Linked DNA regions of Mus musculus: regions 2, 3, 4, 5 and 6 are each linked to region 1. The links are chromatin contacts, called in public Hi-C, Micro-C and promoter capture Hi-C maps. All regions are on one chromosome and are shown on one strand. Each heading gives the region's core, a stretch centred on a gene start, on an enhancer-like site or on the middle of the called end of the contact. The rest is flanking DNA. Distances are from core to core; before and after follow the strand shown. Region 1 holds the start of Amn (amnionless). Region 2 holds the start of Mok (MOK protein kinase). Region 3 holds the start of Tecpr2 (tectonin beta-propeller repeat containing 2). Region 4 overlaps Tecpr2 (tectonin beta-propeller repeat containing 2). Region 5 holds the start of Ankrd9 (ankyrin repeat domain 9). Region 6 holds the start of Eif5 (eukaryotic translation initiation factor 5).

Evidence for each region. Promoter capture Hi-C pulls out the DNA fragments that hold promoters and counts their contacts. A called contact is a pair of places that touch in the nucleus more often than the background predicts. Capture Hi-C pulls out chosen DNA fragments and counts their contacts.
Region 2: a contact with region 1 is called in a promoter capture Hi-C map of liver, with 2.4 times the contacts expected there. The contact joins the promoter of Mok here to the promoter of Amn in region 1. A contact is called at or near these places in 2 of 39 promoter capture datasets (both in liver).
Region 3: a contact with region 1 is called in a promoter capture Hi-C map of liver, with 2.2 times the contacts expected there. The contact joins the promoter of Tecpr2 here to the promoter of Amn in region 1. A contact is called at or near these places in 1 of 39 promoter capture datasets (liver), 1 of 115 datasets of contacts at active chromatin or transcription factors (embryonic stem cells) and 1 of 9 other capture datasets (liver).
Region 4: a contact with region 1 is called in a Hi-C map of cerebellum, with 2.2 times the contacts expected there. The contact joins the enhancer-like site here to the promoter of Amn in region 1. A contact is called at or near these places in 14 of 39 promoter capture datasets (the 3T3-L1 cell line, 3T3-L1-derived adipocytes, the HPC-7 cell line and 7 more), 1 of 15 datasets of contacts at CTCF or cohesin (large pre-B cells), 7 of 484 Hi-C or Micro-C datasets (the G1E-ER4 cell line, the HL-1 cell line, the N1E-115 cell line and 3 more), 2 of 115 datasets of contacts at active chromatin or transcription factors (forebrain and kidney) and 2 of 9 other capture datasets (adipose tissue and liver).
Region 5: a contact with region 1 is called in a Micro-C map of embryonic stem cells, with 1.6 times the contacts expected there. The contact joins the promoter of Ankrd9 here to the promoter of Amn in region 1. A contact is called at or near these places in 3 of 39 promoter capture datasets (hippocampal neurons and liver), 4 of 484 Hi-C or Micro-C datasets (embryonic stem cells and reprogramming fibroblasts) and 4 of 115 datasets of contacts at active chromatin or transcription factors (craniofacial prominence, embryonic limb bud, forebrain and 1 more).
Region 6: a contact with region 1 is called in a promoter capture Hi-C map of liver, with 2.3 times the contacts expected there. The contact joins the promoter of Eif5 here to the promoter of Amn in region 1. A contact is called at or near these places in 2 of 39 promoter capture datasets (both in liver), 3 of 115 datasets of contacts at active chromatin or transcription factors (all in embryonic stem cells) and 2 of 9 other capture datasets (adipose tissue and pancreatic islet).

The regions. Positions count from the first base shown.
Region 1 is chr12:111,268,450-111,273,530 of GRCm38.p6, reverse strand. It overlaps Amn (amnionless), which reads right to left and starts at 2,435. Exons shown (of 12, transcript NM_033603.3): 1 at 2,367-2,435; 2 at 1,716-1,834; 3 at 1,589-1,633. The coding sequence starts at 2,409. Gm51960 (a long non-coding RNA gene) reads left to right here. Exons shown (of 3, transcript XR_003950150.1): 1 at 1-753; 2 at 1,506-1,711; 3 at 2,316-4,624.
Region 2 is chr12:110,838,718-110,843,798 of GRCm38.p6, reverse strand. Mok (MOK protein kinase) reads left to right here and starts at 2,860. Exons shown (of 12, transcript NM_011973.2): 1 at 2,860-3,053. The coding sequence starts at 3,047. 4921507G05Rik (RIKEN cDNA 4921507G05 gene) reads right to left here and starts at 2,770. Exons shown (of 2, transcript NR_152102.1): 1 at 2,514-2,770; 2 at 1-1,390.
Region 3 is chr12:110,887,178-110,892,258 of GRCm38.p6, reverse strand. It overlaps Tecpr2 (tectonin beta-propeller repeat containing 2), which reads right to left and starts at 2,995. Exons shown (of 20, transcript NM_001289510.1): 1 at 2,933-2,995. It overlaps Cinp (cyclin-dependent kinase 2 interacting protein), which reads left to right and starts at 3,114. Exons shown (of 5, transcript NM_026048.4): 1 at 3,114-3,193. The coding sequence starts at 3,187.
Region 4 is chr12:110,934,838-110,939,918 of GRCm38.p6, reverse strand. Tecpr2 (tectonin beta-propeller repeat containing 2) reads right to left here. Exons shown (of 20, transcript NM_001289510.1): 10 at 3,460-3,643; 11 at 1,555-1,728; 12 at 1-162. Among named protein-coding and RNA genes, the nearest start is that of Ankrd9, 42 kb to the left of the region's middle. Within about 2 kb of position 3,003, at least 56 of the 459 cell types and tissues checked have an H3K27ac peak or open chromatin away from gene starts, as enhancers often do. A contact at or near this core is called in the G1E-ER4 cell line, cerebellum and forebrain, where this site is marked.
Region 5 is chr12:110,976,821-110,981,901 of GRCm38.p6, reverse strand. It overlaps Ankrd9 (ankyrin repeat domain 9), which reads left to right and starts at 2,862. Exons shown (of 3, transcript NM_175207.5): 1 at 2,862-3,062; 2 at 3,775-3,954; 3 at 4,354-5,081. The coding sequence starts at 4,403.
Region 6 is chr12:111,535,814-111,540,894 of GRCm38.p6, reverse strand. It overlaps Eif5 (eukaryotic translation initiation factor 5), which reads right to left and starts at 2,794. Exons shown (of 12, transcript NM_173363.5): 1 at 2,656-2,794; 2 at 2,347-2,540; 3 at 1,208-1,487; 4 at 1,013-1,094; 5 at 593-765; 6 at 323-434. The coding sequence starts at 1,279.

The DNA of each region.
Region 1 (5,081 bases), core at 1,186-3,685:
CATCCCTCCATCTTTGTCCCAGAGCTTAGGGAGACGGGGCCACGGGAGCTGCTCCTCACAGGGCCATCAGGTACCAGTCATCACCCACAGCCCAGGCTCTTGTCCCCACTTGGCCTTGCTAGAGCTTCAGACCTGTCCAAAGGCTCACCCTAGACAGAGGAGATGACATAGGCCAGGTACACCCACGCCAAGGGACTCCACCCACGGGTGGGAACAGACATGATGTATTGTAAGCACAGTGGCACCTCAGGATGGGCGCTCTCTCTCTCTCTCTCTCTCTCTCTCTCTCTCACACACACACACACACACACACACACACACACACACACACACCATGTGAATGGAATGTATTCTTATAAAGAACAGGGCTGGGGTAGAACTCGGGGATGGAACACCTACCTACCTAGCATTTGTGAGACCCTGGGTTCTGTCCCTAGCATCACAATAAACGAACAGAACGGAAGAGGAAATAAGACGAGATTGTAGAAAGCTACCCCACTAGGGACCTAGCACTAGTAGATAAACACCAGGCCTGGTCTAGCTGTGGGTGTTCAGTGACAGGTGGCCACATCCAGGCTCCACAGAAGACGGCAGAGGAGTCCAGGGGAAGGGTGGACATCCAAGTACCAAATTACTGTCTGAGGGAGGCTGAGGCAGAGACATGAAACAATGGGGAGAGCTTTCCAGACCTGAGCTTGGGAAAGCAGACTTCAGCGGAAGCGCCAGCAAGCAGAACCTAATCCACACATGCAGGTATGCTTGATATCAAAGACAGAGACTATCCCAGCTTCCAAGATATGAACAGACAATAAATGGCTGGAGCCATGGCCCACTGGTTAAGGTTCAAGACTGCTCTTACAAAGAATGCAGGCTCCCGGTCCACATGGTGGCTCACAACCGGCTGTGATCTGGCGCCCCCTTCTGGCCTCTAGTGGTTCTGCGTGCACAAGTTGCTTGGAGGATGCTAGTCTTTTTTTGGAGAATTGGAACAGAAGGTGGAACTCCCATGTCATCCCGTTAGGAAATTAGCAAAAGGAAGAGCCAGGCGTGGTGGCGCACGCCTTTAATCCCAGCACTTGGGAGGCAGAGGCAGGCGGATTTCTGAGTTCGAGGCCAGCCTGGTCTACGGAGTGAGTTTCAGGACAGCCAGAGCTACACAGAGAAACACAGTCTAGAAAAACCAAAAGAAAAGGAATTAAGGAAGAAAGGAAGAGAGAGAGAGAGTTCATTCTTAGCTCCAACCACAGGGTCTGAACTAGGGTCTCGGGACCATCAGCCTTTATTTATAAAGCACATAGCCTTAGCATGAGGGGAGGCAGGGGCTGTTTAACCTCTTGCTCCTCACCCTCCGGCTAGCTGGGCCACTGGTAGCTTGTTAACATGGCCTCCAGGAAGGGAAGGGCAGGCACGTTTCCCAGAGCCCACCCTGCACTTAGATACTGTGGGGGAGGGGACAGTGGAGCTGGACTGGGAGACCCCACGTACTCTCTGATGTCCTTTCCCAGAGATTGTCTCTACCCAGAGGCTCCATGGCGGCGCACGACCCAGGGCCAGCCATGCCCGCTGAGGCCACAGCCCCGAGCCTTACCATATCCGAGATGGCGTGACTGTCTCGTACCAGGACCGACACCATCTGCAGCAAGAGGTGGCGTTAGGCGCGAGGCTGACCGACCTCCCCACCTCCAGTTCATCCCCTCAACCCCCCACCAAGGTACCTTGTCCGCCGGGAACTGAACCGCATCTCCCGCGCACGGGGTCCGGTTCTGGTTCCAGTTGGAGGCAGTATCGAAGGAGGTATTGGGGACCCAAAGTTTGTAGGCGGCCCGAGTCATTGCTAAAGAAAGGAAGGCTGAGTGTCGCCTTCTGGGAAGGCGACTTTCCAAAGAGGCGCGGCAGAGGTGCACACAGCGCAAGGCGGTCAGGCCCCACCGCGGCGTTCTCAGGCGCACTCTTAGCTGATCTACAGAACCCGCGCAAACATGCCCTTCTCCTCCCTCGGAACGTCGTCTCTATTCACAGCACTCTGACTGCCCGGGGGGGGGGGGGTCGGAGGGGAATCGGCCCTTAGGAAAGAGCTCTGGCGGGAAGCTCACTGGGGCAGAGAGGGGTCCCAGAGCCCGGAGTTGGCGACCCTGTCCCGATTGTGCACAGAGGAGGCGCCAGGGGCTGGGAGGTCCACGGGAATAGGCTGCGGTTTCTCCACTTCCTGGGCTTTGGAAACTTTACCAACCCACGCCAGAGGACCGGGAAATTGAGGCAGGCTGCCAACGCCACCTCCATATCCCAACCTCTCCTGCGATCGCGACCCTTCCTAGAGAAACCTCAGCCTCAATCAAGGTCCAGACCCAGGGGGACACGGGGCCTACCACAGAGCTGCAGCCACAGCAGGACCCGGCCCAGAGCACCCATCTCTCCGCCGAGGCTCTCACAGATGCGGACTTCGCTCCGAGGGCCCCACGTGACCGGGCGGGGCTGAGGGACAGGGGGCGCCCAGATGTTACACATTTACCTTGGGATCGCCCAGCTGTCTCCTGAGGGCCCTTGGAGGAATCTTCTCAGCGGCTTTAGCATCTGCCCTTTAGGACCCAGGACCCTGGGTACCCAATAAGAGGGTGTCGTCCTGACTTTCCCGGTGACACGGTGTGGAGGTGGCCAAGAACCCTGGAACTCAGCCATCTTTGCCCATCTTCTCCAGGCCTGAAGTCTTAGCCTGGGTGTGTGCTCTGCAGGGATTGTGTGGGTTGCAGAACAGACCGGAAGGGATGTCAAAGGCGCGTGAAGGTCCTGGAAGAGAACAAAGAGAGCTAAGGCAGAGAGTGACGTGCCTGGGTAGGCTGGCCATGAAGGCAGGTTAGAGGTGACAGGCAGGGTGCACGATGAATGGAGAATCACCAGTGAGAGAAATGACGGGTGGGCCAGTCACCAAACGGTGGTGGCAGTGGCTTGAGGAGGGCTTCTGTGAGTACATCATTGACAGTGGCACCTGGTGTTGGATGTTAAATTCCTGATAGCAATGGGGATGACAGTGGCTGGAGAGTGACTGGGCTAATGGTAGAGGGTGGCTCACTGATAGCTGTGGATGAGTGGGTAGGGGACAGTGGGTGGTGGCTGGGTGGGAGTGATGGCAGCTGTAGACATGACTAGGTTGTGTGTGTGGGGGGGAAGAGTGGACCGGAAGGGATGTCTGGTGGATGGCAGACTGAGGATGCTGGGAAAGTGGGGTGAAGATGCTGGTGGGGTCCATCTGCAAGGAGTGTTGGCTGAGGTAACAGGAAGGTCGAGGAGAGGTAACAGATTTTATGTGGGATGAGTGGAAACAGACAGTAGATGAGGCGGGTCCCTTGGCAGGGCCGGAAAGAGGATGGAGATCGGGCAAACGGGGTAATGAGAGGCTACCCCAGGCAAGAAGCTTCCCAGCCCAGAGGTCAACATGTCACTCGGGAGTTGTCTCTTGTCATCCAGCCCCGCCCAGTCACATGTCCCTGTGGGGCAAAAATGGATGCCTGAAGAAGATACCAGGGAGGAGTGTGGGTGAACTGTGGGCAGATGAGGTTTGGTTGGTGGGTTGCATGGTGTGACTTCACAGCCAGCTTAGCAGGTTCACCCCAGACACACCTCTGGCTGTGGCTGTGAAGGTCTCTCCAGACACTGATCGGGCCAGACCTGCACTGACTGTGGAAAGTCTTCCTCTCTGCTTCCTGAGCCATACCACAGCGCGATGTGTATGACATACCAGTATGACCAGCCGCCTCATGCCCTCCCTGCCGTCTCCTCCAACTGTAAGCCCAAACACACTTTTCTTTCCTGAGGCCACCTTTGCCAGGTGTTTTGCCACAGTAGGGGTGTTAGAGGAATCACCTTGGGGTCAAGTTTGTGGTAACGGATGGATGGATGCTGTGACGTCTGTCTGGTGATGGTACACTTGTGAATGGTGGACGGATGTGCGGGTGATGGGAGGCAGAGTTGGAGGGATTGTACAGAGGCAGGAATTAAGTGTTGAGGGAAGTTTGCTCTTGGCCTCCAGCTAGGTCAGGCACAAAGGAGACTCTTGGAGGTCACATTCTTCTTGTCTGTTGTTTTATTCCTGAAGAGGAAGCACTGTCACAGACTGGGCTCTGGCTTTCACTGTTGAGCCAGTTTGACCCATGGGACACAAGTGCTAGGTGGGTGTCCCCATGGTGGTCACATGGGAAGGGCAGTCAGTCAGAGTACCTGGGCAAAGAGGCTTCCCATAAGAAACAGCTTGGAACAACAGCAGAAGGAAGAGTTTACAGCTGCCGTGGCCGGGACCAGGAGCAGGCAGGGTGTCTAGAGAAAGCCCTTGGGGATGAATATGAGCCCGACACACGTGGGCACACACTTGTGGTCAGGACCTTCACAGGAAGTAGAAGAAATGCAGACCCTATGGAGTAACTAGTAGTACAGGCGTACTCCTTGGGTAAGGATGGAGCCAGGGGCTTGGCAGTTGCTCAGTTTTGGCTTGACTGGCATCTTGAGTCAACTTATCTGTACATGGGCAACCTTCTTGTGCCAGGGAAGCCATATCCCTCACTAGGCCACTGAAACAGTCACCAGGAGGTTTTCCACTGGTTCATTCAAACTGCATAAAGAATGCTATAGCCCATTTATTTTGTTCTTGGCCATTACAGTTCATGTCCTACCTCTTGGGGTTGTGGGAACCCTGGATGACAGCCCCGTAGTGCTGTGGGGAGGGTAGGCAAGGGGCAGGTAGACAAGGATATCTGCTGAATGAAAAAGCCCACCAAGGCACTGAGGCAGGGGCATGGATGGCACAGGAAGTTGGGGAGGAGCTAAAAGGGGGCAGGCACATTGTTCCTGGGGCTGAGTTGGATATAAATTCTGAGGTGGGGTGTGCAGGAGAGTGTGAATTGGATAGGTTGGGAGCTAGTAACACTTTGAGGTTCAAATGCAGGGAGCAGCTGCTAACCCTCTCAGCCCCGGTTCATTCTTTCGACTGCAGAGTGGGTGCCAGAGTCTGTTACCCCTTCCTGTGTAGGCGAGACAGCTGCCTTCTCCATTTTGGGCAGTGGGAGAGGATAGTGGGCAGGTAGAGGCCCCCG
Region 2 (5,081 bases), core at 1,611-4,110, 430 kb after region 1:
ATTAAGTTTTCTTAAGGGAGTGGATGTGTCTTTATACACAGCATTTTAAATAGCCCACTTTCTGATTTTTCATTTGTTCGCGTTTTTGAGCTATAGTATCATTTAGTCCAGGCTATCCTCATAGCTGAGCATGGCAATGAACCGCTCCTCTTGTTTCCATCTCCCTGAGGTTAGGAGTATAGGCATTCACTGGCAAGGCTGAATTTTATGCCGTGCTGGGGAATCGAACCCTGGGCTTCATACAAGCTAAACTACCAAATCAGCGCACCCCCAGCCGTATGTTTCCTTCTAGTAGAACTTTTTGTGTTGCCCTGTGTTCTGTTGTTTAGCTTTCTACATGAGAGTCGTTGGCCTGAGTGGATTTCGTTGAGTTCCTTTTTTTGGACGGTCAAATGCACGAGACCAGAGAGCAGCTGTGCTGTTTTTGTCTGTTTGTTGGCTCTTAGCCGGAGATGCCTTCAAGGGCTTCTTGCTACAGTCTGGGTTGGCTGTTCTCTATGCCTGCTGCCCAGCTCATCTTCCCAGCCTTCCCCATCCTGTGCTGGATCCCTCTCCCGGCAGCCCCAGGGGTTTGTCTCCCTCACTTTGGACGTCCATCATCCATGGTGACTCCTGGGAAGTGATGAGATCTCCTTTCGTGTGTGACCCCATTTTTGCCTCTGCCCCCACCACACCAATAACTGGGGAATTCTAGAAGAGAATTAGAAGCAATTGGAAGGCCACACTCCTCTTTTATGGCCAGTGAAATATTCAATGTCATGCCCCCTGTGCTTCTGTGAGTCTATCCCAAAGTTATCACATTGGGATAGACTCACATATCCCAAAGATATCACATTTGGGATAGACTCACAGAATGTGAGTCTATCCCAAAGTTATCACATAGCCTACGATTTAAGAAAGACAGTTTGCAGCAGGGGCAGTGGTGGTGTCCCCCTGCTTCTGTATCAAAAGATCTGGTGGAAAGAGTCACCTGACAGGAAAGCTGGAGTGGCAAAGGATAAAAGCATTTTCCAAAGTCTATGTAGCTGGAACTATGTAACCCAGGCTGGCCTTGAACTCGCAGAGATCGGCCTGCCTCCACCCATAGCCCCAAGCCACAGTGCTGGGACTAATAGCAGGAATGTGTGACAACCCCCTTTTCTCTGTGTCTCTTGCTTTTTCCAGACGCCTGAGTTGATTCTCCTGGCCTTCTTCACTAAGGCTCCATGACTCTAAGCTTGTCCTTCCTCTCCCCTCTGCAGCGGCTGGTGATCGAGCTCAGTCACTGAGTTCTAGCTTTTATCTTCCTCTTCACATTTTTAAATTTTGACATAGAGCTCTGGAACACACAGTCACAGGAAGGCAGAACATTTTCCATAGAGAAACCGAAGTCCTGCTTGTGAATTCTGGGCTTGGGGTGAGATGGAGAAACAGAAAACAAATAGGGAAATGAAAATAATTTAAATGTTTCACTCCCAATGTGTGCATATGAAAACTGTTAGACAAAAAAAAAAAAAGAAAGAAAAATAGACAAACAGAAGGGCTTTTCAGATGTTACTTCTATTTTTCTATTTATTTATTTGTTTATTTATTATGTATTTATTTACTTATTATATTACAGTAAGTACACTGTAGCTGTCCTCAGATACTCCAGAAGAGGGCATCAGATTTCGTTATGGATGGTTGTGAGCCACCATGTGGTTGCTGGGGTTTGAACTCAGGACCTTTGGAAGATCAGTTGGTGCTCTTAACCACTGAGTCATCTCGCCAGCCCCAGATGTTACTTCTAATTTGCTAAAACACATCAGTTGTTCCAGGGGCCAGTTTGAAACACACCCTCCATAAAATATGTACACGTTGAAACCCTTTGCGCCCAACTTCTTCTGGGCACAGAAACACAGGGAGTCAGAAGCCATGGGCTGGTGTCTGGGTTCAGTGATCCACCAGGAGGTGCCCCTGACAAAGCTCTTTATCATCTTGGGACTCCAACAACAGGATATATGGTTTCTATTGCCCAAGTCAGCAAAAACACTTCTCCCATCTGCCTGTTTAACTGGGTCAAAGGGTAAAGTTTGTCCTGAATCCTCAATGCTTAAAATCAGGCTTGCCCCTAGACAGATAAGAATGATACAGAGGTGACAGGTGCTGATTCCCCTGGCTTTTGGACAAACATTTATTAAGCACTTGCAGTGTGACAGACCCTGTCAAGCCTTAGGCAAAAGCCCCTAGGAATTGGGTGGGGCACCAGGGACATCTCATTTAGTCTTCACTGCGACCACTTGGGTAAGGATTTTTCTTTTTCTTTCTTTCTTTATTGAATTTAAATGCAGTTTATTTTTAGACAACCCACATGACTTTTTTTTCCCCTTTTTTTCTTTTTGAATTTAAATGCATGGGGTGAGAATTTTTCAACCTCACTTTACAGTAACAAGAATTTAGGGATCTCGTCTAGGTCGCTTTTCATTATATCTCCAATGCGTGCAACACTACTTTTAGCAAAGTAAATGTTTGTTGAATTAAGCAGTAAAACTTACAAATTACACAGCAGTAGCTATCAGGCTGCTTTGATGCTCAACTGTAGGTGTTGTCAAGAACAGGCTCCAACTAGTGTTACAGGCAGTTAAAGCTCAAGGAAATTGTTCTCGTCTGGTTCAACATCGTTACATTCTCGGGAGAGCTGGGAAGAGTCAGTCCCACCAAGGTCGCCTACTCACTAGGTAAGAAATTATACTTAAATTTAAAGCGGCGAGAGGTTGCGTAGCGACCGAACCGAGGCGGCAGGCTGCACCGCGCATGCGTGAACGGGCCAGCGGTTTTTAAACCCTCTCCTTTGCGCATGCGTATACGCATGTCTCCGGAACGCCCCTCCCTCCTAAGGGTCTGGCGGTTGCTAAGGCGACAGGAATACAATATGGCGGCCGGATCCTAACGCTCCCCAGCCAGGGACCACCGCGAAGGTCCTCGAGCCGGAAGCCACCTCTGGAAGGGAGAAGGCCGGTACCACAGTCTCCTCTTTTCTTTTCGGTCCGGGGCCGTCCAGGGGCTGACGGCGTCATCCGCGTTCAGGATGAAGAGTGAGTGGGGCCGGAGAAGGGCTGAGGGTCCCCGGGGCCTGCGGGGCGGCGCCGCAGGTACCCGGGGCTAGGCAGCGGGTTCTGCTGGAGTTTGAGGAGTTGTGTCATTTCGTTCATTCACTCGCTCATTCGTTCGTTCGTTCGTTCGTTCGTTTGTCGGATCGCATCTGAAATCTCAAGACATTGGCCGTCGGCTCTGAGCGCTCACACGGTGGCTCCCCGCCCCTGCGGGACGGCGGCTTAAACCGCGTTCGAGAGGGACGCTGGGCCGCCTATCTTACTTTCTGAGTTAAACAGTTGTGGTTCTGAAAGCATCCTTTTAGCGGAATGTAAAACGGTTGCTTAGAAGTTGGGAGATGAGGCAGTCTTTCTAGAAAATAGAAGGACTGGAAAACTGGACTTAGTGCCGGGTTTGTGGGTAACCTGGAGTCCAAATGCGACTAGACAAGTCGGTTTTGTTGGGACCGCTGTTTGATTTTCATAGATATACGGTTATGATTGCCTGTGATAGTGTAGCCAGAAGTGTAGTCTCTTACCGTGATTAGATTGTGTTCTCTGTAGTTACAATATCAAATTGACACTACATTTTAATTGCAGTGCAGTAATTTCTATGTACCATAAATGACATAACATTTAAAAAATAAGTCATCTCATTCACCCTTCAGTCTTGTGTCACTGTGTCACTCCCTTTAAGGAAGATTAATGTGGTCTTGAGGGGAGTGACGGGCGCATTCATTCCCCTCACTTAGAGGCAGAGGCAGTTGAATTTCCATGAGTTTGAGGCCAGCCTGATCAGTATAACAAATTTCAGGATAGCCAAGCCTACTAGACAGAAACTGTCTCAAAAAAAAAACAAAAAAAAACAAAAACAAAATCTGATGCAGTAGCATGCACCTGCAATCCCAGCATGCCTATGGTGAGATGGGAGCAGAGATAAGAGATTCCCAAAGAGCTCGAAGTTCAGGCATATGCAGTGCTAAACACCACAGACACTACTACAGGTGTTCCTCTCACCCCAGCTATGGTATCTTCTCTCTCCCTCCACACCCTTCTCTCTAGTATTCTCTCTCTCACCACAGATCCTATAGACACACTTAAAGAGGAGAAAAACAAAAACAAAAAAAAATTTAAGAAAAGTTAAAAAATAGACACATCATAAAATGCAAATTATATATGCAAAATATTAATTTAAAAAAATTTAAGTTTTATATATATATATATATATATATATATATATATATAGAGAGAGAGAGAGAGAGAGAGAGAGAGAGAGACAAGGCTAGCCTCAAACTCAGAAATCTGCCTGCCCCTGCATCCCAAGTGCTGGGATTAAATGCATGCGCCACCACCGCCCGGCTCATTTTGGTTTTTCAAGACAGGGTTTCCCTTTGTAGCCAAAGCTACCCTAGAACTAGCTCTGTGGACCAGGCTGGCCTAGAATTCAGAGATTAGCCTGTTTCTGCCTCTCAAGTGCTGGAATTAAAGGCGTGCACCATCACCACCCTAGGCCTCCAGAAAGTGGATTGTGGCCAAAGTTTTGGTAACACCCAGGTTTAGCCAGTTTTCCTGTCCTCCTCCTTTGCCTTGTAAGTCATTTGCATAGTGAGTGGCAAGGTGTCCCAGGGTAAAGTTAAGAGCATCCGCTCTGGAGGTGGAGGACATTGCAGCCAGGCACGGAGCTAGGCAGACCCACAGCCTCAGGAGTCCCTGCCGCCTCTCAGCCCCCTCAGCTCTCATCCTTAAACAGGTGTAGTGACAGCAATCTCCAGGGAAGATGCTGAGGATGCTGAGGGGTCAGGTAAGACGGTGTGTGTGTGTGTGTGTGTGTGTGTGTGTGTGTGTAAGACACCACTGTGTCTGGCATGCAGACTGGGAGTGAGTGCCTGGCTGGCCCAGTGGATGGAAGACATCGACTCGAGAGAGAAGATGAGCTTGACCAATCCTTACTTGAAGACATTTGTCCTTACTGGATCTAATTAGAGTCCTTACTTTTTCCTCTCTAGACTGTTTTTTGGTTTGGTTTGGTTT
Region 3 (5,081 bases), core at 1,746-4,245, 380 kb after region 1:
ACTGCTGAGCCATCTCTCCAGCCCCTAGTTTTAATTTTTAATTATATTGCAAGTGCCATTGAAGCTCAGAAGAGGGCATCAGTGCCTCTGGACTCAGAGTTAGAAGTGGCTATGAACCACTTGAGATGGATGCTGGGAACCTAACTCAAGTCTTCTGAAAGAGCAACAAGTGCTCTTAACCACTGAGCTGTTTCTCCAGACCCTTGGAAACATTTAAAAGTAGAAAAAGGCTAGTCCAGTGGAAGTGAATTAGCAATACTAACAAGGGTTTCAAGAAGTGAAAAATTTTAAATGCATTGTCAAACTGTTTTCCATAGCTGTCATAATGACTTTTGCTTTAAACATGTTTTCTTGAAAGACACGGAGAGGTCAGTAAGTCACAGCATTAGGTGCAGTTCTGGGTTACTAAGAACTCAAGTCATGAGGTTTGCAAGGCAAGTGCCCTTACCTGATAAGGCACCATGCTGGTCCCCTAAATGAGCTTGTAACCCTAGGACACGGAAGTAAAGAGAGGATGAACACTATAAACTCAAGGCCAGCTTGGCTTACACTGACAGTTTACACACCAATCAAAGTCTACACAGCAAGATTCTGCCAACCCCCACGTCTAACAGACAAACTACAACAAAGAATAGAAACATCCAATAGGCTACAGTACAATCAACACTCAACACATACTTGTTGGGTTAATCTCTCTCAAACCCCCTGTGCTGAGCCACATATGGTGGTGCACACCTACAATTCAAGCACTCAGGAGGCTGAGGCAGGAGCATCTCTCCAAGCTGTAGACAGTCTGGTCTTTATAGTGAGATCCTGTCCCCCAAAAGAAAACAAACAAAATTCTATGCCACATTGCCCCAAGACCACAGCAAAGATTCACTGGAAATCTCGTGACCAGATCCGAAGGCTACATTCATGGGAAACATACATTCTGAAGCTGCTTCTGTCTCAATAATCCAGAGAAAACACCACCAAACCAGATGGGCTGGCACACGCTTTTAGTTCCAGCCAGAGGCAGGCAGGATCTTTGAATTCAAAGTTGGCCTGAGTTCCAGGACAGCCACACCTATACAGAGAAACCCTGTCTTGGAAAACAACAACAACCCTAAATAAAACAAACCACCACCTAATTTCTTCTTCTGATTCTACCACACTCCCTGTCCCTAACGTCCATTCTTATTAATATAACCATCTCCTAATTTGTTCTTCACCTTTCTAAATTCAAGATCATTGTTGTCGTCTGCTTTCTTCCTCCTCTCCACTAAGTGCCAGCAGCTATTTTGTTTAAATTAGAGGCTACTATGAATGGACTCCGAGCTCTTCAACCCCAAAAGATAACTTCCCTAAGAAAAACTGAAAACCAACCCAATAAGAACCAGTCTTCCATTGAAAAAGACAATGTGGCTACATCAAAACAACTGCTTAGGGCTCTCGGAGAGGTAGCTCAGCCTGTAACACAGGGTATCCCTTCCAGAGGACCAGAGTTCAATTCCCAGCACCCACATGGCAGCTAACTTCCAGGGCATCTGATACCCTCTTCTGACCTCAGTAGGCACTTCACACACGTGGGTACACAAAAACACATGGAGGCAAGACATCCATTCACATAAAACACGATTTTTAAAAGTTACGGGGTGGGGGGGGGGAGTGAACCCCTGAAGGACTTTATTTCATTTTACCCATCCATGATTCCCAAACCAGACGGGATTCTCAGGTTTGAAATCTCAAGAGCTAGACTCCAACCTTCCTGAGGGAGTGACTAGGTGTGAAGTGTAAGCATACACCCCTAGGGCCTGGCCCAGCAACTGGCATGAGGGAAGTCTAGTAAACACTCAATGAATGAACAAACACGGGCTGTAAGTCAGGTTGCAAAAACAAACAAAATGATCACAGGTATATCAGCATTACAGCTGGGTGCGAGTAGGTACAAAAAGTGTAACAGCTTCGAAGACAAGGACTCTCTGGCGATAAGAGACTAGAGCAACTTCATACCTAGGACCTGATTTCCCACAACTCCCTGCTCCAAAAGTTTTCAAAACCTTGGCTGCAAATGATCATTCCAGTCAACGACAAAACGATACACCTCACATGCTGCCAACAAATGGAACAGAAAAATACCTGAATATCGGTGAGAAAGAAAGGAAGCACAAAGGGTAGGAAAGAAAAGTAAAGACGGAGATGGAAAGAAATGGGAAACCAGAGACTTAAGGGACTAGAGGAAAAAGCAGCGAAGCCCACAGAGCCGTGTGGGTGACAGCAGAGACTAACCTTGATCATATTCAGTCAGACCCTGGACGGTCGGCTGTGCATGCATGCACTGACCCATTTAATCCTCCACTATCCCAAGATAAAAACTTATCATTTTACGGATGACGAAACTGAAGCTAGGAAGTTGACACTTGCTCCAGTAAACGGGTAGGAAGGGGAAGCGCAATGACCTGACCCCGAGTCTGACCCAGGGTCACCCCATTCACTGTCCATTCCGCCTCGGGGGCCACACCGGGAGGCATTCGGTATCCATTTAACCAACCCTTACTCAACTCCTACTGGGCGGCCAAGCCAGCGGCAATGTAAGGGATCCAGCTGAGGATCGGGGGGACAGAACAGAACGCAATGTCAATCTCCAGGCTGAGGAGCCTGGAGCCGGCCGCGAGAGGGATGCAGGGTGGGGCAGGAGGGGAGGAGCGAGGGGAGCCGGGACGCCAGGGCGGCCCGGGGCGGTGTGCGAACGCTGCGACGCCCGGTGCTCTGCACAGACTCCGGCTGACAGATGCGCCGCGTGCGGCGGCTGCCAGGGGGACGGCGACGCGGCTGTGGAGACGCTGAGGGGCTGAGACAGGGGAAGGCGGCTCTGCCAGGGGGAGGAAAGGCGAGGGGCGGCGTCGGGGACGTCGGAGGCGTCCGGCACCCGCCCGCGCGCTCCCGAACTCACCTCCCGCGGCAGCCCCTCAGGACACCTCAGCCCCGCCAACCCGGAGGAGGCGGGATGGACTCCGGGCCGCAGGGGCTGCTGGGAGCCTGTTGCCTAGGCAACGGGTTAGGCCTCAGAGAGTAGCAGTGACTCCGCGGAGGGCTAGAGCGGCAGAGCCACAAGTGTGGGCGGGCCCAAGGACGGAAGTGACGTCACTTCCTCAGTTCGCAGGCGGGTTTTTGGGTCTTCTCAGGAATCTACCTGTGGGCCGCCGCATGGAAGGTGCGTGACAGTGCTGTGTTTCCCTAGTTGTGGGGGCTGCAGGTCGTGGACGTGGTCATGAGGGGTGGGAGGGTGGGTGGGGGAGGTCATGAGTCCGCGCGCGACGTGACATGCAGGGCGCGCCTGGACCTCGTGGGCTGCCGGGAGCCTTGTTCATTACGGTGTGAGTGTCGTCTGAGTGCGGTGATGTGCGTGAAGTGTCAGTGGTGTGACGCTCAGAGCATCCCTGAGCACATTGGAGCCAAGCCTGACGTGCCAGCCCCTCGGAGAACCCTTCCCTAAACTCCGGCATTCAGTAAGACGGGCCGTGGAGCTTGCAGTGTGTAATAAAGGCTGTCTCTGTCGGTTCGTGTCGCATGGGTCAGTGCGTTAGCGTATGGCTTGCTGAGTCCCGTTTTGCTTTGGTAGCTTACAAGAGGTAAGCAGCTAAACTGCTGTGCCTCTCTCTCTACCAGCTGCCCTGCGACTCACATTACTGACATCTCCCCATTTGTCTCTGAGTGTCTAGAAGTCAGAGCTGTGCTTTTGGTTCCTAAGTGGGTCCGGCAAACTTAGTCAGCCGTGATCCTCACCCTTAGGGACCCCTACCGAAGAAGGACGAATGTAATGCAGGAGGTGAGAGCAGTTCCTCCATGGAGCCCGTTTGATTCTCAATCAGCTGTGTGTGCAAGTTATGGGAGGGAACAAGACATAACTCCTACTGTGGTTGAACTCAGTCCTGCGGAGAAAATAGAATTAAGAAATAGAAGAAATTGACTCACTAGGGGATGTGATGACAGCCAACGAATAGGAGATAATATGTCTACTGCAGTGACTCGTAATGCAACCAGGGGTGGAAGTGGGGGCGGCGGCGGCGGGGGTTGGGGGGGGAGAGTCCAGGAAGACTTCTTGATGGAAATAACTGTTCAACTTGCTTCCTGTTGCCATGGTAAAATACCGTCACCAAAAAGCATCTTGGGAAGGAAAGGGTTTATTTGTCTTACCCTTCCAGGTCCCAATCCATCTATGAAGGAACTCGGTAGGAACCCAAGCAGAACCAGAGGCAGGAGCCATGAAGAATAGCTGCTTACTGGCTTGCTTTTTCCTAGGATTTTCTTCTCCGTGTATAATACCTACATTTATGTAAACGTACCATGTGTCAGCTGTATCCACAGGGGCCAGAAGAGGACATGGTATCTTCTGGAATAGGAATCTCAGCTGATTGTAAGCCTCTTTTGGGTGCTAGGTCCGCAGAGCCATCTCCAGCCCCTCAGATCGTTTCTTACACAGCCCAGGACCAATTGCCCAAGGGCTGCGGCACCACAGAGAGTTAGGCCCTTGTACATCATTCACCATGCAGACATCCTCACGAACAGTTGTTACACTGTGGTTCTCTCTTCCCAGGTTGACCAAGTTAACCACAAAAGTAACCAGGACAATGACTTCCCTTTTTGCATTTAACTATTGCAAATATATTTATTGCAACTTACAGATAAGTTAGCAATTATATACAAGTAGAATTTTAGCTATAAATTCTGGTTGCGTTTAAATTTGGAAGTCAGAAGAAGAGAGTCTCAAAATAGTATAGTCTCCTAAAGAAGGTTTTGTTAAATTACAGAAAAATAAAACTGGAAGCTGAAGATTTTTTGGCTCGGTTCTAGAGCATTGGAATTTAGATCTCCACATGACACTGGGCAGCTCTCAAACACCTGTAACTCCAGCTCCAGGCCACCAGTCACCCTTCTGGCCTCAGCAGCCACTCCCACACATTCACACACATAAAAACAGATCTTTAAAAATGAAATCTGCCCCGGAAGCTCTTAGGGAGTAGCACTAATGGGTGTGAGTTTGTTGGAGGACATGTCACAGTGGGTGGGCTTTAAGGTTTCAGATAGTCAAGCCAGACCCA
Region 4 (5,081 bases), core at 1,754-4,253, 330 kb after region 1:
ACTGCTCCCCCTCAGGACAGAAGCTGCTCACACCCTCCCGGTACAGGAGGGCCCTCTGCTCTGTCAGTGCCCACACCACACTGTTCCGGGCTGCGATCTGGGACAGTGGGTATGGACAGTCCACCTTCACGGCTCGGGCGCAGGGCCGATCCACACTGAGACCTGTAGTGAGAGAGGAAGAGCCCCGCAGACTCAGTTGAAGCTTGTCACACTCTTTTGATCTGTGGTTTTCTTTTTTTGGTACTTTTGCTATCTGTGGTCTTTCATAATAGATACCTTTTCATGTACAACTGCTCAGGTAAAACCCCAGACTTATCATACTGCAAGGCTTATGCAGAGTCACAGCTCCAGGGAGCTCCCCTCACCTCTTTGTGGCCTGTCAGTAATGTGTGTCATGTTTCTAAATGACATCAAAGGCAACTACTGAGGGAGCAGGCTGGACAGATAATATGTAAATCCATGTTCTATTGCTTTGGCCAGCAAGTACGTCCTAGTAGTATAATCACAGGAGTACCAGCAGAGTTTGCAACTATGAGGACTTGCCCACAGGACTTCTGCAAATCGGTGCCAACCACTGATTCCAATTCAGTAGGACAGGAAGAGTAAGGATGATGTGGACACTGCTCTGACAGCATGGTTGGAGGTCACCTGCTCCTTCCTTACGTGTAGTATCCCCCCTTTCCTACCATGACCAAAGTCAAATGTCCTAGAAGCTAGATATGCATGTGTGTATCAGAGCATCCAACTTCCACTGAAATACACGAGAATTAACTAAGCTGAAGGCTAGAGCCCCACACATGTCCATGAAGTTGGCAGTGCTGATGACCAGGTGATGACCTCCACACTGAGACAGAGCCAGGTGGAGAACCATTCCCGGCTGATAGCTCACTCCAAAGATGAAGCCATGTTCTCAGAATCAGTATTAAATGACTAGATCAATATTCATGTAAATCCATATGGCCCCTTGACAGCACAGACAGAGCCCCCTGCTCCCAAGGCCATTTCCCCCTGACAGCACACAGTTCCCCCTGCTGACAGCACACAGACACTGACTCATTACAGTGTATTTTTAATAAACGAGTCCCACTGTGCCAGGTCTAGCAGCTAAAGGTTTCCCTAAGGGCAGTTTCCTAGGACAAGTCAATTGCTATTTACAGCAAGTTACTTCTTGTTGTTTCCCCCAATCCACATGTAAGTATGTGTCCAGGTGCTGGGCTGTGACCTAGCTGAGAAAAGAGGGAGATGTCTGTCAAGTCATGACTGCTCCTGCTTTCCTCTTCAGCCTGGATACTCCAGGGTATGCACAGGGTATGGGCAGCGGCAGGAACGGCCGGCTCTGCCCCATGAGGCATCCTACCCTGCACTCAGTCACCTATTCATCCCTGCCCAGACCAGTCTGTGTCAGGGGCAACTGCTCTTCCATGGGAAACAGTGCTTCTAGAAATGTTCTCACTTAACTTGGTTTTCGGTCTCTGCATCCTGTGACTGCTCTCAGAATGTGTCTAGCTGCAGATTCAGCAAGTGACAAGGACAATGTACATGGCCTTCGACTACCTGTCTGAAGGTACAGATCTCCGTTGGTCCTGATGATCCAGGCTGTGTCATCACTCAGGGCCACAAACACAGCCTGGGGCAGAGCCTCGTACCAGTGCCGCTTCCCCTTGATGGTGACTTTGCCACAAGCAAAAGCACGGTTAGATTTCTGTTCAATCTTCCAGAGAAGAGCCCCTAGGAGAAAAAAACTCTACTCACTGTTCAACAAACATGAGATTCCCCTACACAAACACTCCATTCTCAGCCCTGAGAGGGGCAGCTTTCTATAATACATCTTGTTGCTTCCACCTCAGGAAGAGCCCACCATGCCAGAGTTTAAACCCACCAGCTCTATGTTGTCAACATATGAATGTATCTAAGTCTCACTTTTCTCAACTGAAAGGTGGGTCATTTCCACCTTTTAGAACTGATCTAAAGGCTAGATGTAAGAGGGGATGCACCACATAGCACAGGGTGGGCACAAGGCAGTCACTCACTCATGTCGGGAGAGAGAGCTGACATTTCATTAGGTACGTGCCTACTGACACATAAGGCACAATTAGTGCCCAAAACTAACTTTGGGGACCTTGGGAAGGGCCTTTTTTGGATCACTTATGTGTATGTGAGTCATGTTTTCATTTAAAATTCTGAGGAATGGATAAAGGAAATGAGGAAGGTGGGCAGCAGGCCAGAGGCACTGTGAGTGGAGGCTAAGGCATTAGGCCAGGAGAGGATACCAAAGAATGAATGCACTGAGCTACCGGAGGCCTCCGAGAAGTCATGTACAAGCTTCTCCCCTAGCCCTGCCCTGCAACACCACAGGGCCCGAGGCATCCAAAGATGTGTGGGTCTCAGCTGAGAAAGATGATCTCACAGAGACAGACAGACAGACAGCTCCAACCACAGCAGCCAAGGAATAGTTGGAAAAATAAAAAGTAATTAATACAATCAGCAGAGAATCAACACTTCTAAATGGCTAGAAGGATGGGCTTAAAAGTATGTGACAGAAACAGGAAAAAAATGAAGATATACAATTATACAACACCAGCTAATGGAGTGGGCTATTATCTCACCCAGTCTCCAGGGGAAAATAAGTGTCAAGCAAACTGAAAGAAAGTGAGCAAACAACTAATAAACTAATACTTTAACAAGAATGCCCTTTCTTTTGTTTCTCCTCCACGATGCCCACTGCTTCAAAAGAGATAAGCACATATCTAGCATTAGGAAAATGCGAATGAAGTATAGTGGGGTTATGCCTATAAGCCCAGCTCTTGGGAGGCTGAGGCAGGAGGACCCAGTCTGAGGCCAGCCAGAACTCCACAGTGAATTCAAGGTCAGCTTGTGCTATACAGCCATGTCTAAAACCAAAACAAACAGAAATAAAGAAAACCACAAGTACACGAGTCTCCATAGATGAGGGAGTTATCTCAGCCTAACAGACTGTATTCAAAATAAGTCTCCTGGGTTCACTAAAATGCGAAACAATGCACAAAAGTGTGAGGCCTTTGCGACTGCAGTCAGGGAACATCCAGCACACACCTACAGGCCTGGCCTGGCCTCACTACTTCAGTTGTTTTAGAGCAACACTGACAAACCGAAATATGTTATTTTTATGAGGATTTAATGTTCCAACATGGGGAGAAAATAAAAAAAAAACCTCAAAACTCAAATTATTTGTATAGCTTACAAAAATATGTTCCTTGTGTTATTTCTGTAATTAATAAAATAAAAAACCAAAAAAATCAAGCAAGTATGCCGAACACCCATCACCCTAACCAGTGTCAAAGGAAGCATTCATGATCTTTAACAGTACCCAGCTAAGCTGGCAGGAAGGTCAATCTGTTGACACTGCTGTTGCCAAAGGAGAGCTGCCCTAGGAGCTGGGAGCTGTGTTGGGGGTTGGGAAGTAGGAGCTGGGAGGCAAACCTGAGGGAGAGACTGCCATCTGCTGGACAGCATCTTCAAACCTCTGCCAGCGCAGCCCTGCACCAGGCAGGGGACTGCAGAACAGGCCACCTTTGTAGTCCAGGCACCAGAGAAACTTTTCCGAGACCGCCAAGCTGAGGATGCCATAGCCAGGAGCCGAGTAGCCCATCCAGCTCTCTGCAAACTAACAAGGACAGAGGCCAGTGAGTTCTGTGCAGGGGACACGGCTGCCTTCATCACACTGTTACCAACAAGGCAAGTAGGCAGGATACTGACGTCAAAGGATCCTTGAGAAGCCTTGCCTAACCCCGCTCTCCTTGGATCCAGTCCCAGAAACATTCTGGAATAGGAGTTCTGGTCCTTGTGGAAGATCCCATAGCATCCTTGGATAACACTTTCACACAGCATAATACCCTTCCTAAGTAATGCTCGAAGGTGTAACCAACCACTCGTCAAAACAAGACATTGTCACCTTGCAAGTCCACACTCAAGAACCATACAACCCCTCCCACAAAAAAGTCTGCAACAGAAAGCATAACATTTAAAGTAAGTTCATGATTTGACAATTGGGCTATGTTTATAGCTATCCTGGTGCACATGCCCTGCACAGAATACAGGCCATGAATGCTTAGGACTACATGACATCACATCAAGAGACCTTACTTTATACAAGGTCATCAACACATGTATGTAAATCATCTTTCTGTACACTTAACTTATGACAGATACCCTATGGGAACAGCATCACAACTATCTACACTACAGTCTTTCAAGCCCTGTGCTAACCTCTGGACTCCTGGCCTGCTGTATGGGAACAGCTGGGGAAGTGTGGATGAGATTCTGTCTCAATTCTGCACACTAAAGCTTTGTTGCTATTCTTTTCATTTGTATTACTTGTCTAATGTAACCATGTGTATGCACACACACACACGAGTGTGCCTTATACATAGCACATGTGTGGCAGGCAGAAGACTTGTGAGAGCTGGTTCTGTCCTTCCACCATATGGATCCTAGAGACGGCACTCAGGTCCTCAAGCTTGGTGTCAGCCCTAACCCACTGACCTGTCATGCTGGTCCCATGGTGCTAGGATTTGTTTAAAAGTCAAAGCTAAAAAAGGTTTACTTTAGACACACTTGTACAAATACCTGATATGGAAGCTAGTGTTATGAAAGAGAATGGTTTCTACCTTTTCTCCACCTGGCTTTGTTCACCATAGCAAACTTTTCACTTAGCCCTTGTCCTATAAAACAAACAAACAACCCAACATTTCTCAGCTTTTCTGCTATTTGGAGCAAGACCAGGTACAGCAAAGCTTGGTAGATAACTTCAGAGCTCCAGGATCCTTTTCCATGGGCGAGGGCTTTCTTAAGCTAAAGTTCTAAGATATACCAACAGATGTGATCTGCCAACTAACACTCTATATCAGGTGACCACACTGCTGTGGTTTCCCATAGCTCTTCCCATAGTGACAGCTAGCTGCCACTTGCAGTGAGCTCCCAGCATGGACACATACACTGTCAGTTAAGAGCACTTAGGAAGCAGTGCACTGAAAAGATGAACACAGGATGCAGAACAAGCCGCCAAGTTCTGTACATTCACTTCTAAGATAGAACACAGAGAC
Region 5 (5,081 bases), core at 1,613-4,112, 290 kb after region 1:
GAGTGAATTACAACCTGGAAGCAAAGGGCACACTTGTGATGATTCAGATCCTGAGGCCGGAAGACACAGACTTCTGACCTGGCTCTTGACATGGAGATCTTGAGGCATAGTGGCTATGAAAAGCTTAGATACAGGCAAGGTAGTACGGGCCTTTAATCCCAGGAGACTGAGGCGGGCAGATCTCTGAATTCAAGGTCAGCCTGGGACAAAGCAAGTTCCAGATCTAGGCGTGGTGAAACAATCTTTTGCTGGAGGCCTACGTAAGGAAGCTGAAAGAAGGAAGGCTCGCTCTTCCTCGCCTGCCCGCACTTACTTACCAGCTCATCTGTTGGAACCTGCTTCTTCAGGATTCCAGCTTATATAGAAGACCAGCTGGAACTTTCATTTTTTTTTCAAACCTTATTTTTAAGGATGGCTGTTAGCCCACCACCCACCAGAGGTAGTGAAAAAGAAAGGATATGGGGGAAGTGGACCTGTTTAGAAAGGTTCTTTGGAGCAAAGAATCTCTGGTTCCATCTGTGTTGTCTGGAAATCAGTTCAGCTCACAGGTTAGCAGTGGCCGTTTGATCCACTTGCAAACACTTGAGGACACACCAGCAATTTAGTTCGGAAGAATCGGGATGGCAAACATGAATCAGTAGCAGCGGCACAACCTAGCAGACACAGCCAGGCCTCAGCCTCTGCTCAAGTCAGCAGGAGGGACCAGAAGGAATTCTGGAAGAAGCTAGTTCTCTGCTCTGTCTGTCTGTCTGTCTATCAGAGAAGCGAAGATCAGCAAAGACTCGAGACCCATAAGCGTTGCACAGCTAGCTCTATAGGCAAGCCAAGCTCGGCCTCCATCGCTGTCCTTTTTATACTCTCTCCAGGCATCACATGTTCACCATGGGCAAAATATCACTCTGCAAATCAGCCCGAGTCTGTGGAAGCAGCAAGAAACTGCAGCACATCACAAGGTCGTGTGTGTGTGTGTGTGTGTGTGTGTGTGGTTCTCTCTATGGAGTCCTGACAAACGCAGCTCAACTACACAATATAAGGCAGAATTACATGCATTTCGTTAGCTAAGAATCCTTCATCACGTTTCCTTTCTTTCTTTTAATCACATGTCCTTTCATGGGCCTGATTTAGCAGAATATCCTCTCTCCTGTGTCTACTTCAGTGAAACGTTCCTTCACCAGTCTGCCTTAGTCTTTCATCTGTGCCCATTTCAGGAAAACACTCCTTCACGTGTTTGCCCCAGCAAAACACCATCTGACACAATGACTTTCCAAAGACCACTTAAGTTTCCCCTTCAACTAGCTGAAACAACTAGCCCAGTGAGGTTGAACACCGCGTAGATTCTTGGACTTCCCATTCACAGCTGCCCATTGTTGGGTTAGTTGGACTACAGACTAAGTCATTATAATAAATTCCCTTAATATATAGAGACATTGCATAAATTCTGTGATTCTAGAGAACCCTGACTAATACAGGTGAAGAATAACAGGAAGTCTCCATGTGTGCACGTGTGTATGTGCGTGTGTGTACACGTATGCCTGCTTAAGTCTACTCAAAGGAGCCAGGTGAGAGAGACTCCAGCTTAAAGTCCCTTAGCCCCTGCTGGCACAGAGGAGCCAAGAGGGTTGAAGGCTGTATACACATTTGCTCTGAGGTAGGGGAGGGGAGGTTGCTTTGAAGGTGCTAGCTGTCTGCTGGACAGAGGCAGGAGGAAGGGCTTGGATGGAGGCTGCAGGAACCCTTGGCCCTAACTGAGCCTCTAAGGGCATTGTGGAAAAGAAACTGGCCGTGCCTGTGAATGGAGTTTGGAACTATTTCATCAGGGGGATCCTTGCCTCTGGTAAGGTGGGGTGAGAGTCCCAAGGTCCAGGCGTGGCAGCTTTCATCTGTGCATTTGGAATGGACTTGGCACTCCCACACCCCTGATGAAGTCAGGGGCTCCCTCAGGCTCTAGGGTCAGCCATGGGAAGGCTAGAACATGCTCCCAGTTCTGCCTGAGTGAAAAACAGCCCCAAAGTGTACCTTTCTTTGGACAACCGACTCTCTCTCTCTATCTCTCTGTGTGTGTGTGTTTTGAGATAGGGTTTCTCTGTAGTCCTGGCTGTCTTGGAACTTGCTTTCTAGACCAGGTTGGCCTTCAGTTCAGAGATCCACCTGCCTCTGCCTTCTGAGTGCGGGGATTAAAGATATGTGCCAACTCACACTGGACTTAAATAACTATCTACCTCATAGCAGGCATCATAATTCTGCCCCCCCCCCTTTTCTCCTGTGTTAGTGGTAAAGTCAAAGTGAAAGAAAGCGTTTAGCCCAGAAGACGACACAATAGGCACTATAAACAGCTCTTATACACGCATGCATCCATGCCTTTCTTTTGAGATTGGAGCCGAGGCTAGCCATGCCAGGGCGTTGGCAGGGCAGAGCAAGGTTCAATAGTTTAAGGGCTCAGTCCTATTCTAGGCCTTCCCACACGCAGATGGGGTAACAGCTGGATGTTTCCCCAAGGTCAGTGAGGGTCAGAGCAAGGGAAGCCCAGAGCAGGACTCTTGCAGCAGCCGCAAGCGCAAGCCAGGGAGCCTATTCTTGTGTGCAGTCTAGGACCGCACAGATCCAGCTCCAGGAGCCTGCCGGGACTCGCCCCGCCTCCATCACGTCCCGCCCTCCAAGCTCTGCCCGGTGCCCGGCATCTCTCACCACCCCTCCCCACCCCGCCACCTCGGGGCCCTCAAGTTTCTCCGAAGTTTTCCGCGGGTCCCTCTGAGAGTCCCGCCCCCTGGCCCGTGACGCAACAATGGTGCAGCGCGACGACCAATGGGTAGCGGCGGGGGCCGGCGGCGTGAGCCAATGGCGGCGGCGGCCCGTCCCGCGGTCCTGCCCGGCCCCGGCCGCACTGCGCCGCCCGCCGCCCTCCCCTCGGCGGCACCAGCACCGGCATCGGGAGACGGTGTCGCGGCGGCTCAGAGTGCAGCGGGCGCTGCCTCCGCTCCCGGCGTCGTGGGATCTCTGTCTGCTCGCCCGTGCATGGACGGCGCGCGCTCCGGCCCGCCGCAGGGACAGGGTCGCGCGGCTTGGTGAGTCGCCTGCCCCGAGCGCCCCGGTGCGCAGGTGCAGCCCCTGATCCTGGCCACCGGCCCGCAGACACTCGGGCGCGCCCCGGGAGGGGTCAGGGAGGATCTGGCCGGCGGCCCAAGCTCCAGTCACAGAGCCGCGGCCGTGACTCTGCCCAGTGACGTGGGGCGGCCGAACTTTACGTAACCCGCCCGGCACCCCACGCGTGCCCACACAGTGCATCTGGGGCGCAGGGGGCCCAGGTTCCGGGAGGAGCTGCAGTCATGCCAATCCCCTCAGAGGGGCGTCTGCCGCAGCCCACTCTATAGTGCTCACCTCTGTAACCCAGTTAATGGTCATGACACTGTGGACGAGGCCCTCTGGCTGTCCCAGGTCCCTTGTAACCTAGAGCTTACCCTTGCTGGAGGCAGTAGGGCTCTTGGGCAGGGAGACCAAGGGTGAATGGCCAGGGCTCAGGTTTGAGGCTTGGGACCCAAGGTGGAGGTAGGGTTTTTAAACTGGGGTCTGCAGTGTATGGAACGGCCCTCAAACAGAACGCAGGAGACCTAGGCTCTTGTCCTGGCTCAGCCTGACTTGGTGACTGACCTTGGACTAGCTTGTCCCCCGTTGAAAAGTGAGATGGCAGTATCGGCCTCATGTGGATGGACCTCGAGAGGACTGCAGGTGGTGTATGCTCCAATCCCCCCACTGACTTCACCTTTTCCCTCCTCCCAGGAGCTCCTTCCTGATGGGCAGGAAAATTGTTTGTGGATAAAAGAGCCAGAGCCACTTTCCAACTCTGGCTGCGGGCGGGCGCACTGCCAGCCCTGGGCCACCACTTTCTTGTTGATGAGGTTTGGTGTGTTAGAGTGAATACCTGCATCTACAGAACCCAGGGCCGCCTGCAGGAACCAGGTAGGTCTAAGTGAATAATCTCCACGACCCTCCTGGAAAGAAGTTTGAGTAGTCTCTTGGGGTCAGGGTAGAAGTAGAGTTGGGGCTGGATTTGGGGGTGTGAGGGTGATTTGGGCTCAACTTGTGCTGTGAGCCTGAGTCTTCTGCGATGTCCCATGGGTTCCTCTTTATTTGCAGTTGGAAGGACCTGGCTCAGGTGTGAAAGGAGCGCTTTTTGAAGGTTCCAGGGCTGCAGAGGGTTGGCACACGGAAGGCTCCAGCAGATCCAGCCTTCTCTAGCACAGGCAAGAGAGGAAGTGCAGGTGCAGAAATTCAAGAATGGTTCTGGGTCCAGGAGAGAATAGAGCTGGGGGCAGTGACTGGCAGACCCGATTCATTCGACCCTACTTCGTCTCACAGGTTGGTCTGGGGTGGTGTGACCCATGCTTTGAGACTCCCGGAGGCCAGCATGCCGTGGGACACCAGGCCTGGACGCAGCGCCAACGGAGGGCCCGAGGGTCCCGGCGCAGCTCGCTTGCGGGTGCAGAAGCAGTGCCGGAAGTCATCCTTCGCCTTCTACCTGGCAGTGCGAGATCAGCTGCCAGTTTGGCTACTCGAGGACATACGTGCCAGCGAAGCCTTCCACTGTGATGAGCGGGGGCGCGCTGCGGCCTATTCGCCTTCGGAGGCTCTGCTCTATGCGCTTGTGCACGACCACCAAGCCTATGCACACTACCTGCTAGCTACCTTCCCGCGGTGTGCACTCGCCCCACCTAGCGCGGGCTTCCGCTGCTGCACCGCGCCTGGGCCTCACGTGGCGCTGGCGGTGCGCTACAACCGCGTGGGCATCCTGCGGCGCATCCTGCGAACGGTGCAGGACTTCCCAGTGGAAGAGCGCGTGCGCCTCCTCGACCGCCGTGGCTGCAGCCGCGTGGAGGGCGGTGGCACGTCGCTGCATGTGGCCTGTGAGCTCGCACGCCCCGAGTGCCTCTTTCTGCTGCTTGGCCACGGAGCTTCTCCAGGCCTTCGAGATGGCAGTGGCTTTACACCATTGGAGCTGCTGTTGCGCCAGCTGAACCAGGACGCCAGCTCAGCCCCCACTAAGGCTGAGGCAGCTTCTGCCACGGTCAATGCTGCCACCGCCAACA
Region 6 (5,081 bases), core at 1,545-4,044, 270 kb before region 1:
TAACAACAGACATCTGGTTTAGCAGCCATTTTTCACCCTTATTGCTACATAAAACAGGACATTTTCCAATGTCTTACAGTCAAAGTCACAAAGTCCAGAGCTAGGCATGGTGGTGAATGCCTTTAATCCCTTTTAGATGCAGAGGGCAGCCTGATTCAGAGGTCTGGGATAGCCAGAGCTACAGAAAAATCCTGTCTTCAAAAACCCCATGCACAAACAAACAATAAAATTCACTTATGAGCTCATAGTGTATTCTTATATAGCAACAACAGAAAAAAAAATCTTCTTTTATTCTACTAGTCAATTTATTAAAAAGACTTACCAGGTGGGTTTTTGAGAATGAATGTACAGAGTTTATGATGTGTGTCAAGCATGCCTCGGTACCCACAGGCTTTACAAGAATTACCTATTGTTTGCTTCTTTGGATTGACATGCTATTAAGGAAAGTAAAAACAAGTGTCATCTACAGCCAAAAAGGAAAAGTGGATAGAAGTTTTTGTTACATTATAAAAGTGCCAGAAGACATCTAAAGTACTAATTTAACCCAATTTTCTTCATGATAGTCTTGAAAAAAAACCTAAAAGGCACTCACCAGATCTGTTTCAGGATTCTCACACTCAGGACAGAGAACAAATTTTTTAATGAATCCATCCAACATGTCTTGCAGCTTATTCGCCTCATGAGATCCATTGACAATGTAACGGTCATTCTTAACATCAAACTGGGTCTGTGCTCCCAGCTCACAACCAAAATATTTGGTGGGATCTGTATAAAGACAAGACATTCCATTATAGTTAACTAAAGCACTGGTTGCACGTGAATATACAAAAACTCACCGTGTTAAAATTACAGGGAAACTGAAATACAGCCAGGGTGGCTTAATGACACCCAATCAAGTAGGTCCGCAGTTCCAACTTGCTAATTAACATGATTGAGGAAAGATGTATAGCTCAAAGACTGTAAAAACTATAGCCATAATATACCTTTTCAGGCTTCTCCAAGCTTTACTTACACGTTGGAGGCCGATTAAGCGCCTTTGCAACGTCAACCATGTTGACTATAACTGTCTTGATTCCATTTCCTTTGCCCTCAACCTAAAGGAAATAAGAATTTCAATTTTGCACTGTCTTCCCTGTGAAATGTAATCTTTCAAAACCTATCAAGAGTGTGCGGACCAACAGGCTACTAAAATAAAAACCAGCATTACCTTAGCAATCAAACGGGGCATCTTGTAGCGATAGAACTGGTCTGACACGCTGCGGTTGACGTTGACAGACATTTTGGCTTATTAGTGACTTTATCAATAAGATGAAGAGATCTTTGATTGCAACTTTTTGGTATCTTCTGTCTGGAGAAGAAGGGATGACATAAACGACTGCAAGAGTTCTCGGTCTCTGACATGAAAAAATTTTCGCCACTGAGGCTGTAAGCTTCTTGCTTGTATGCTATGTTTCCCCAATACAGGTACCAATGGCTGCGCAACAGCTCTGAAAGAGAAAAGGAGAAAACACACAACAACCCTACAGGTTTAGCATCACTCCTCCCCGGGACAACTTCCCGTCCCCGAGTCCCTCACACAACTAACACTCCGAGCTCTAACAGCCCGAGTCCTTGTGAGAAAACAGCTGACATCCCCATGTAACAAAGCACAACTCCAGGAACCCAGGAGGCCACCATTTTGACACGGGTTGTGACTGGCAGGGAAACTGCTCGAAACGAGGAGGACAACACGGAACACAAACCCTGCTCCCTCAGCCGCCGGGAGATTGTCACATCAAAGGCCACCGGCGAGTCATGGGTTGCCCCGGCCGAGCGACAGCGTTGTAACTGCCGAAAAGGGGATCCGGGCCCTTTCTCTCCCTCACTTCAGGCCCGGGGGCCACCAACTTCGCCGATGGCGCCTCCCCCGGCTGCCATCGTGGTAAAACGGGAAACGTCGAGCCGGACCTGCCAACCGCCGAGGGGCGGCTTCGGCGACTCCGGGGGCTTCAGGGCGGCAAGTCCAGGCTGGGAGCCATTGGCTCCGTCGGAGCACGAGGACCACGGCCGAAGCCGCGCCCGGGCTCCCTCCCCTCGCTCCCTCGGCGCACGGCCGACCTTCGCCCTCGTCCCCATGGCTACGCGACGGTCGCAGCCCGTCGCCCGGCCTCCCCCTTCCGGCGGCCGGCGGGGCAGAGGTGCGGCCTCCCTGAGTCACAAACGCGCCCCGGGCCTGACTCAGCCACGGCGCGCGCGCGGGCGCGCTCCCGCACGGCCCGGCCCCCCCCAAACTGCGCCACACGCGCGGCGGGTCACGCGGCCGCGCCGCCATCTTGCCGCCGCCATGGCCCGCCGCCCGCGACTCACCGTTTTCGTCAAATAAAGACATAAACCCAACGCGGCTCGCCCGGGACTGGGAGGAAGAGGCGCTGGAAACCGGGTCCGGAGCGGCGGGGCCGGCGGCGAGCGGAGGGGCGGCTGGGCAGGTGCCGCCGCCGAGCAGCGGGAGGGACTGTCCCAGCGACGTCCGCGTCCACACCAGCAGCGCCGAGCCTGGCGACCTGGCGGGGACAAGGCAGTGAGCGGCGGGCGGCGCCTGCCCCCGCCGGCGGCCCGCGGGGTGGAGGGGCGGGAGCGCAGGGCAGGGGCGCGGGCCACCGCCCCCCGCGGACTCACCTCTGGAATGTTCTCGCTCTGACTGAACAACGCCGCCGCCGCGCTCAAGCTACCCTCGGCCCCGGAGCCCGCCCCTTGTACCGGGCAGCCACCGCTTATTGGCCGCAGGCCCTCCCAACTTCTCTTGTCATTGGCTCGCATGCACGTCGATCTCACGCTTCTCCGCCCTCCACTTCCTGGGGCTCCACTCGTGGTCTCGGCCCGCCTCCTGCCTGTCCCAGCTTCCTTCCCTTCCCTTCCCCCCCCCAACTCCGTCCTTCCCAGAGGCCTTCGCGGTCTCGCGATAGCCCGGCTCGCTCTGAGTTTATGCGTTCAGGCACTATGGCGCCTGCCTAGTCCTCTCTCGGGGCGGGGCCGGGCCGGCTATGTCCACGGTGCTTCTCTGTGGGCCACGCGTGATCTAACTGCTCATCTGGACCGCGCCAGGAGGCTCCCGACACTGCGGCTCCCCTTGCCTCTTTCCCACCACCCTTCCTGCTGCCTGGCCCGTGCCTGTCATCCCATATGGTGCCTCTCCCTGAGCTCGGGGAGCCAAGCCGCCGCCGAGCCGAGACTCCGCGGTTGTGGCTCTGAGGTTTCCCACGATAGAAACCTTTTTTTGTGTAGCTTGGGTCCCCGCGCAACTTAGGGTGGTCTCGACCCCAGTCAGGTCCGGCTGTGCCTCGAGGTTTGGCCATCCCCCCGCCTCGGGGCTCAGTCGCCACGTAGGGCCACCCCGTCCAGCCCAGCCCGGTCTGTAAAGGCCAGGCTGGTTGGTGACTGTGACTCCCTGCAGGTGCACCCGAGGAGGCAACAGTGTTTTATTTACTAACAATTTATGTTCGGAAGAGGAGCCCGGACTTTTTCTTTCCTAGACACTCTTCCATTATTTAAAAGAAAAAAAAAACTTCTTTTTTTGGTAAAAGTTTCGACTGAGAGTTGAAATCATCCCAGAGTCCAACTAATAATATAGAAATACCTGTTCCACCTTCCCAGGGCTTCTGAGAGCAGCAGCCTGGCTTAGTCAGCAGCTGCCTGGTTTCCTGGATGGGGAGAAAGAGCAGTGTTGTGGAAGAAGGGCTGCCCTTTGTTCTACGCCAGTAGAATTTGTAACAAGGTTAAAATGGAAAGATCAATTTTATTTTGCCCAAATCCAAGGTTATTTCCCCATGACTTAAAAGCTCTGTAAAGCTAATTGACCATGTCCGTGAGGGAGACTAAAGACAAGATGCAGAACTGAAAGATTTGTGTCTCTTCTGTAGCTTTTATTTCACAGTCCATGGCTCTACAGTTTTTACGGCTCTGTGCTTATCCAGGTTCCCCCTCGTTAAAGTGGAAAGATCTCAGGCAGTGCCTCTGTGAGCCATGGATCATGACTTGGCAGTATTGGAAAAGATTGAGTTTTTGCTTGGCTGAACTCAAATGGCAATATTTTAGAAACTCTCAGAAAAGGGTGTGAAACCAGTCCGAGGTAAGAGGCTTGTCTCACAAAAGTATTTTTGGTAACACTATACAAAGTGGTCTTTTCTGTATGTTCGATGGCCTGATGTTTAACTTCATTTTAAAAGTTTGTAGGAGCCAGGGGTGCTGACACCTTTAATCCTAGCACTCCAGAGGCAGAGGCAGGCTAGCCTAGCCTATATAACAAGTTCCAGGACAGCCACAAAGGAGATGAAAATATAAAAGCTTATGCTAGTGTTGCTTTTAATTTTTAGTGCTGTTATTATGGACAACTTCTAAGAATCACTTTGATGCCCTTTCAGTATGTAGCCCAGCCTGGCCCCAAACTCATAGCTAGCTTCATGCCTCAACCTCCCTAGTAGGGGCTTACAGACAGGTACTAGCACACCCAGCTAAGTGCTTTGTAAAAAATTTTAAATTAATTTTATTTATTTACAATAAGAAGTACTCGTAATCACGCCATTTATCAGATTCTAATATCCTACAGCTTTAAGAAGACCTTGAATACTGAGGAATTTTTACACCCATTTTACAAACAAGAAAACTGAAGCCTGAGGGTAGGGGGGGGGATGAAGCTGCTTTTCCAAGGTCATTTCCTCTGTAACTTACAGAACTAGCATGTGTGCCCAATTCTCTTGGCTCTCAGAGCTTTTCTGGGTCAGCGTATGACATAGCCCTCCCTAGTAAACAGAGGAGTCTAAGTGGGCAGTTTGTATGTAAGTGACTAATAGTCTGGTAAGGGGTGTGTTAGACCTGTGCTTTACAGGTGACAACAGCCCTTTAATATCCTGTAGGCAGCTTCTGAACGCAAGCTTGTGTGACACCAAGCTTATTGCATCATTTCCCTTGCTATTTCTGTCGCCACCTCATTTGGATGTTATTTCCGTCAGCCAGGTACTTACAGTTTGTTAAGCGATGGACACTTGGTGCTTATGAAATCCTTGTCCATGGGCTGTGCATTTTGGCCCTGGATAGCTGACATGAAT